Linked DNA regions of Zea mays: region 1 is linked to region 2. The links are chromatin contacts, called in public Hi-C maps. All regions are on one chromosome and are shown on one strand. Each heading gives the region's core, a stretch centred on a gene start, on an enhancer-like site or on the middle of the called end of the contact. The rest is flanking DNA. Distances are from core to core; before and after follow the strand shown.

Region 1 (3,248 bases), core at 194-2,693, 800 kb before region 2:
CTACTACGAGCACCCCGGTGCAAGATAATATAAGCCTCATCCGCCCTCTTGTGTTTCATCTTGCATCAACCCATCTGGGCAGGGGCACGCAACGACAAATTCACTAGTCGGTTGAGGGTCCTCGCGGGTCCAAAACGCCGACAAATATTTAGGATTAAAACTTAGACTAGATAGCGATACTTACAAAAAAACCTAGTTTGCACATTCTAAATTGTTAATTTGCATATGTTTTACTCTATGGATTTAATTGTGGCCTAGTTTAGAGAATAGTTTTTAGAAGTTCTAATTCACCACCTTTTAGACGTCACCGTTTCCTACAGTAGGAGTGGTGGCACGGGCGGGAGATGCGTGTGAGGAAGGTGACCGCACATGGTGAGGGTCGTCGTCGATGGTGGAGAGGTGTGGCACGATGGTCGTAGGCGAGCGATTGGAGCGAGGTCAGTTACACCGCGCGTGGGGAGGGACGACGCAATATCGGGGGAGGGGGGCGACAGGATGGCGTGGGCAATAACGGTGTACATTCATGGGAGACAGAACCAAAGGTGGCAGCCTACCTCTTGCGTTCTTCGTAGTAGTAGGGATTCTACCAGAGACGAAAAAATACTGACTTTATTAAAATGTTCACCACTATATTAGATTTAAAACGTTCATGTGAGTATGGAGGCTCATGGGCCATTTGGCAAAGTTCCCAAGCCAAACAACTAAACCTTGTTCCCAAGCCAAACAGCTAAACCTTGTTCGGTTCCATTCGAATCTGAGGCGAGGATTAAATATCTCCAATTACCTTCAATCTATCCCTAACCAAAAAAGCTCTAAGAGGACGTTTGGCGGAGCTCACATAGCTCCACTTTCAGCGAAAATCAAATCACTTTCGAGTTCCGCACAGCCAAACGACAAAAAACGGAACTACTATCGGAGGCAGAGTGAATGCAGTCTCCTTTTGTACTAGAAAGTGAGAGTAAAAAAACTAGCTTCTCGTCACTCATAACTTGCTCCCCACTCACTTTACAAATTATTTGCCAAACAAATTTTATCAGATGGATTCACTTCTGCTAGAGAATTATTCAAAATTATTATATTAAAGAATCAACACTCGAAGCTAGATAATTATGTAGCGGAGCTCTGCCAAAAGTCCGTATTAAGTAGGGATCATACGAGAATTATTTCTTCATTCATGCTGGGAGCTAAAAAATGTGCTTCACCAAGCTCCGTATTATGATGGAATTCTCATCACCTTCTAACCGTGCTTTCTCTTAGGAATAGAATCACTTCATCAAAGAATCAATGAGCAGAGTTCAAAGAATTAGGTAGCGGGCCTCTCCCAAAAGGTGCCTCGTAAGCCCAAAATACGTTTTGGTAGGAACTCAACAAAGGCGCCCTCAACAACAGGGCTTTCCGGTTTGATTAGGGCCTGATCCGTTTCGTAGTTTTTTTTTCTCGGTAATCCAGCCGTTTTCCCTTTCCCCAGAGATTCGCATATTCTCGCGATGGGAGCGGAGGAAGCAGAGGGTACTCCCCCGCCGCTGCCCGCCACCGGCGAGCCCGCAACCACGGCAAGGGCGCAGCCAATATCTGCAGCACAATTCCTCTCCTGGAAGCAGCGCAAGGTCTTTCCTTCCTCCCTTACCCCCAATAAAGCTTCGCCTACTTCTTTTACCATCAATTTAGGGTTCGATCTAGTTTCCTGTCCGTCGGGCCAGTAGCTGGATTAGATTTGTATCTCTAGGGATTTCCCGTTTACTAAGCTGAACAAGTAGATGTGATTTTGATTTGCTGGATTAAGCTTCATTCGCGTGGCAAATATGCGACACGTTTACGACGCCAGCGGATTTACTCTGACAATTCATCGTTATAGAAGCACGAGAATACATTCCATTTCATTTATCCGTTTAGGTTGCCTAAATAATCGTGAAATCTTGTGATACACAGAATAGTTCGTACTTCTGTTTCTTACCAGATATGCATACAAATACAGATAGATGGGGAACTGTTAATTGAAACGGGAAACATATATCATATTCGTAACAAACGAACACAAGTGTCTAAATAGCCATCCCAGTTTAAGCTGGTTGTTTTTTCAGTTATTGAATAATTACAGTTTCTGTTTAATTTATTCATTCTTGTTTTGATTATATATTGATATTCTAAACTGTGTGGTCATCTTTAAGGGAGGCAGTGTTACTGTTTTATTGTAACCTTACCAAGAATGAGGAGCTATTATTGTTTCATTCTTATCTTCATCTTCACAATTCACATTGCGTGTGTTTGCCTGTTTCTGTTTGGTTGTGCGTCCCGTGGTAGCCTGGCTCACTACATGCGTTGACTGGGCCTCTAAATGTATCCAGTTGCCCGCATGGAGATGGTTGAGCACGCATGCATCGGTGCAGATTATGTATTTGCGGAAGTCTTTAACCTGCACCTGGGGATACGCGTGAAAGCGGCGTATGTGCTGGGCCATGCTCGCGTGAGCCCGGCTGCATGGACGCAGGCTTCCAATTACCACCATTCTTATTGCTCAAGTACCAAATAGGCTTGCCAAATTTGTGCACTATATTTCAATCTATACTGGAAGCATACATTTTTCAAACACTGTATATTCCTGTACACAGTCCTTATGGTCTTTTCTGGCTCTGGCTATTGATGTCCATGCTAAGTGTAGGGAGAATTTTGTTATTGTCATACCCTGAGGTTATGTTGTCATCTGGCAGTTCACTGCTTGAGCCATGACATGTCTCTATGTAACTCTCTTAGTGACGCTCCATATCAGAACCCGAGCATGGTGTTAAATGGGCAAGGGTTGATTCAACATCCCTTTGGTGACGCGTCGTGTTGTGATTTGGGCACGATGTTATATAAGGATCGAGTCGCTGCTTCCTTAGTTGTGTGCTACGTCGCTACATCGGCGCCCGAGTGTAGTAAAAATGTGCAAGGGTCTTTACATCACCAACAGGTGCGAAGGGTAAGGAAGCTAGTCGGACTAACTGAGATCCATTTAGGTAGTTGGAATGTAGCATCATTTACAGGTAAGTTAAGAGAGTTAGTTGAGACATCGACTAGGAGGCGTGTAAAATATCTTATGCATTCAAGAGACTAAATGAAAGGGTCAAAAGGCGAAGGAGGTGAACAATACTGGCTTCAAGCTTTGATACATAGGGACGGCTGCAAATAGAAATGTAGTAAGAGTTTTGATTGATAAGAGCCTAGTGTGTGGTGGATGTGAGAAGACAAGGAGAAAGATTATCTTAGTG
Region 2 (3,738 bases), core at 344-2,843:
AAGGACGAGCTTGTGCGGCGGACCGCCTGGAGGAGCACGAGCGCGACAGTAGGCGAGGAGCAGAAGAACGGAGGAGCTCGTCTGCGGCGTGGTGCATGGCGATCGAGGAGGAGCAGCAGCGGACGAGCTCGGCCAGTGAGGAAAAGCGGCAGCGCGATGCGAAAGTCACCGGACGAGCATCCAACAAAGAGAAAAAATGCAATTGTGCCACTGTGCGAGTGCAGCTGTACAACATATTTATTAATATGAATAAAAAATAATTTGCAGTATTTAAATGTCTCGTAATTTTGTAAATAAATACGGATTAATATGCATGCAATGATCACGGATATTTGTTTTATTAATAATATATGGATTATGTTAAAACTGTAGATATAGAGGACCGGTTTTAGAGGATGTTGCCGGAGATGAAGAAGATATAGAGGACAAAATTTTTTAGAGGATGCTGTAAAGGACAAAGAATATTTCTTTAGAGGACGAAATTTAGAGAACCTTGCTGGAGACAGCCTAAAGATATGCAGCTCTCCTGGTGTTTGAGGGAAAAAATAAGAGCTTCCTCCAAAAAGGATTTAAAGTTCTGGTGTGGGTCATGTTTATTCATTCAGATCAGGCACTGCAATGAGAGTCTATTTTGCAACATGCGCTACAAAATAATGACAGTCCAGTGCTGGTGGAGAACATGAACAAAATGTAAATGTGACGATGGAGGAAATCGTGAATTTCTGACCGGTAGGAGTCAGCATCACGGTTATATTCGCATAGAATGTATTCCTTCAGGCTCTCCTTATCCATGCAAACCTGAAAAACAATAAACCGTTTAACCTTGTGTAAGCAGACAGAATTGAAGAATCTAACTGCACGTGACACAGGGAAGCATTCAGTCGGCGGGCAGCATAATTCAGATTCGGTGCCACTGAAACCTGCAAAAATGGGTTGGACCAGCGTGATTCTACCTGACATGTGACCTGGATTCAGAAGAACCATGCGCAGTACAGTACAGGTGCCAAGGCAAGAAACGCGCATTTCTCGACGAACACGGCGCAAAAATGGCACGGCCAACAAACCCACGCTCGGCGGAGCATCCAATCCCCGCGAGCGATTCGAGACGAAGGGAGCAAATGTGTTGGCGCAGTTTAATCCCTATCCGAACCAGAGGACGTAGAGGCCCGAACCGAAACGGCGAAGGAGGGATACCTGGAGCGGGAGGTCGACCTGGGAGAGGAGGTCGAGGGAGTGGTCGGGGAGGAGGGAGAGCAGCGCGTTGAGCGCCGTCTCCGCGCTCCGTGGCGGCATCCGCCGCATCAGATCCATCGCCGCCTCCATGCGAATGGCTCTCGGCTCGCCTTATTCTTTCTTCCTGCCTACCACACTCCTCTCTCGGAGATCCCTCGTTTGAGTCTTCCCTTCTCCTGCTGCTGCCGCTACGACGACGTCGTCTGCCCCCTCCAGTCCTAATTCAGCTGGTCGTCGTCCCTCGAGCTCCTCCTCCTGTGGCTCTCCGCCTCCGGTGTTCTTTCCGTCTGTCTCTTCTGTTATCTTTCTTTGCTGCCTCTCTAATCTCTGTTTGCTGCTCATATCACCAAACTGCATTTGTTGACGGTTTAAGACTATAGGTTGGTAGCCACGCTTGCACATAACATATGATTGTATATTAGTTATTGTCTTTACTAAAAAAAAAAGCTACGTAAAGATGATGATACAACAAGCTAGTAAAGTATCGGTTTCTCATTTATAGCAAAGTATATAAAACATAAAAACATGTAAATTATGTTAGTAAGATGTGAACATGGGTTTAAACCCAACAACTATGGTTTGAATCCTCATTTATACATAATTTTAGTTTTTTATCATTTAAATGGGAAGGGCAGATAAAGGTGGAACTTACGATAAAGGTGGAACTTTGAAATCTAGTGCTTTATACATTAGAGATAAAAAAATGCATACAGTAGATAGCATCGTACAAATACTCGGACAATGCAGTCAGAACTCAGAATGGGCAGCATAGCTTTATTTGAGAAATCCCCTAAGGGCTAGTTTGAAACTTAAATTCCCTTGTGATCTTTGCGTGGGGTGTCATTTGTACAAGGCATTTAATTCTTGATGGGAGAGAAACTCTCTGGTTTTGCCTCCAAATTGGTCCTAAAAGTCCATTGATCAGAAAGAGGAATTAAAACATGGTACTTCCTGCTACTCTGCTATCATTTGATTTGCTGTAAAACTGTGCAAGTACAAGGGTGTTACACCATAGAACTTCTCCCGTTTGTGATTTCCTGCCCGTGGCCTTGGGAGCGAGAAGATCCAAGGCCTCAGCATTCAGAAATCCCTGAGCATGAGCTCTAACAACCATATGAGTGACACTGACACCGACCAGCGCTAAATAAAGCTTTGCCGTCATCCTGTAGCGAACGACAGTCACCAAGAGATGGGGTGCCCTGTAAGCAAGGAAAGGGTAGATGGACACTTAAATGATTCTGATCTCAGAGTAACGTGCATTCCTTGTAAGCTGCTTAAATATGAATGCAAGTAACCTAAATAATACGGCTGGAAATACATAACTCACATGAAATATTCATTTCTTATATAGTTTGTCACATTTGCTTAAAAAAACATACAGGACACTACCACCCCCTCTTTGCAAGGGATGCTTTACTACACTTTGGTACACACCATCATGTGACAACAACATTACCCCCTCTTTGCAAGGGATGCTAGACTATTTTACAACAAATTCAGAAGAAGAAAAAAAACACAAGGCCCTTACACTATTTTGAAAGTGAAACGCACAACTTGACAATACCCGAAATGTGGGGCTCCATATGTTTTAGTCTGTATATCTAGTCTAAAATAGGCAGCACGCTTTTCTAACACCTCAAAATGGTAAAATCCACGCTAAGCTCATGTTTCCGGGTAATTTCCATCTCCACATGTTAACAGATCCAATTTTGCCATAAAAAAAGCGCACGTCATAAACCTGCCAAGCTTAAGAAGGCGAAGACCGGCATAAAGAGGGATTGCCTCCTGCAGCACCAAAGTATTTATGGGAAAAAAAACAAACGCATGGCTCCAGAGTGAAATAAAATAGTGAAACCAACTGAACATACATATAGGCTTTTGGAAGAAACCTTCTACAGTTCCATAAGTTCTCTTCCAAGTATTGGTGTAACAATTGAAAACGGTGGCTCTACTTGAGATTATCAGCCAGCTTCGCTTTGACTTTCGATATGCGCTCCTCGTAAGAAGCTGAAAATAAGAAAACCAGGAAACCTTTGTTTCAGATGTGCAAGAGAAAATGTTGAAACTAAGCACTGCCTTGGAAGAGCGAAAATGTATAGCAGTGCCCTTATTAGATAGGGATGGGCATTAGATACACATGCACGATGGGCCAAATTTATGGTTTAGTATTGGCAACCCAGAGTCAAATATACTGTCAGAAAATTCAAGATGGTACTGGAAGCTGATGGGCCACACGTAAAGCAGTGGTTTGTCCATATAGAAACGTGATGACAGGAGAAATATTCTGAGAATCTAGCATATAAAAAGATCACAAACTTACGCTCTGTCTCTCGTGACAGGAGAGGAATATGGTTCCTCTTCTTCTGAGGCGTTTCTGATGAATTTGGTTCTGCAGTGGCGTCTCGATTTTAGATTTTTATCAGGGTATCAAATAAAACGAAAAAAAAATATTTGATTGTATGTACCTGGAAAAGGTAAACAGGATGACGCTATGTGAAATATTTC

The links. A called contact is a pair of places that touch in the nucleus more often than the background predicts.
Region 1: a Hi-C map of ear shows a contact between it and region 2, with 3 times the contacts expected there. The contact joins the promoter of LOC100275303 here to the promoter of LOC100193381 in region 2. A contact is called at or near these places in 2 of 25 Hi-C or Micro-C datasets (ear and tassel).

Annotation. Positions count from the first base shown.
Region 1 is chr1:66,703,318-66,706,565 of Zm-B73-REFERENCE-NAM-5.0, reverse strand. It overlaps LOC100275303 (zinc finger CCCH domain-containing protein 15 homolog), which reads left to right and starts at 1,443. Exons shown (of 2, transcript NM_001331166.1): 1 at 1,443-1,607. The coding sequence starts at 1,488.
Region 2 is chr1:65,905,771-65,909,508 of Zm-B73-REFERENCE-NAM-5.0, reverse strand. It overlaps LOC100193381, which reads right to left and starts at 1,593. Exons shown (of 8, transcript NM_001138510.1): 1 at 1,195-1,593; 2 at 728-798. The coding sequence starts at 1,323. It overlaps LOC100279238 (pseudouridylate synthase), which reads right to left. Exons shown (of 18, transcript NR_158723.1): 15 at 3,699-3,738; 16 at 3,554-3,622; 17 at 3,102-3,240; 18 at 2,080-2,432.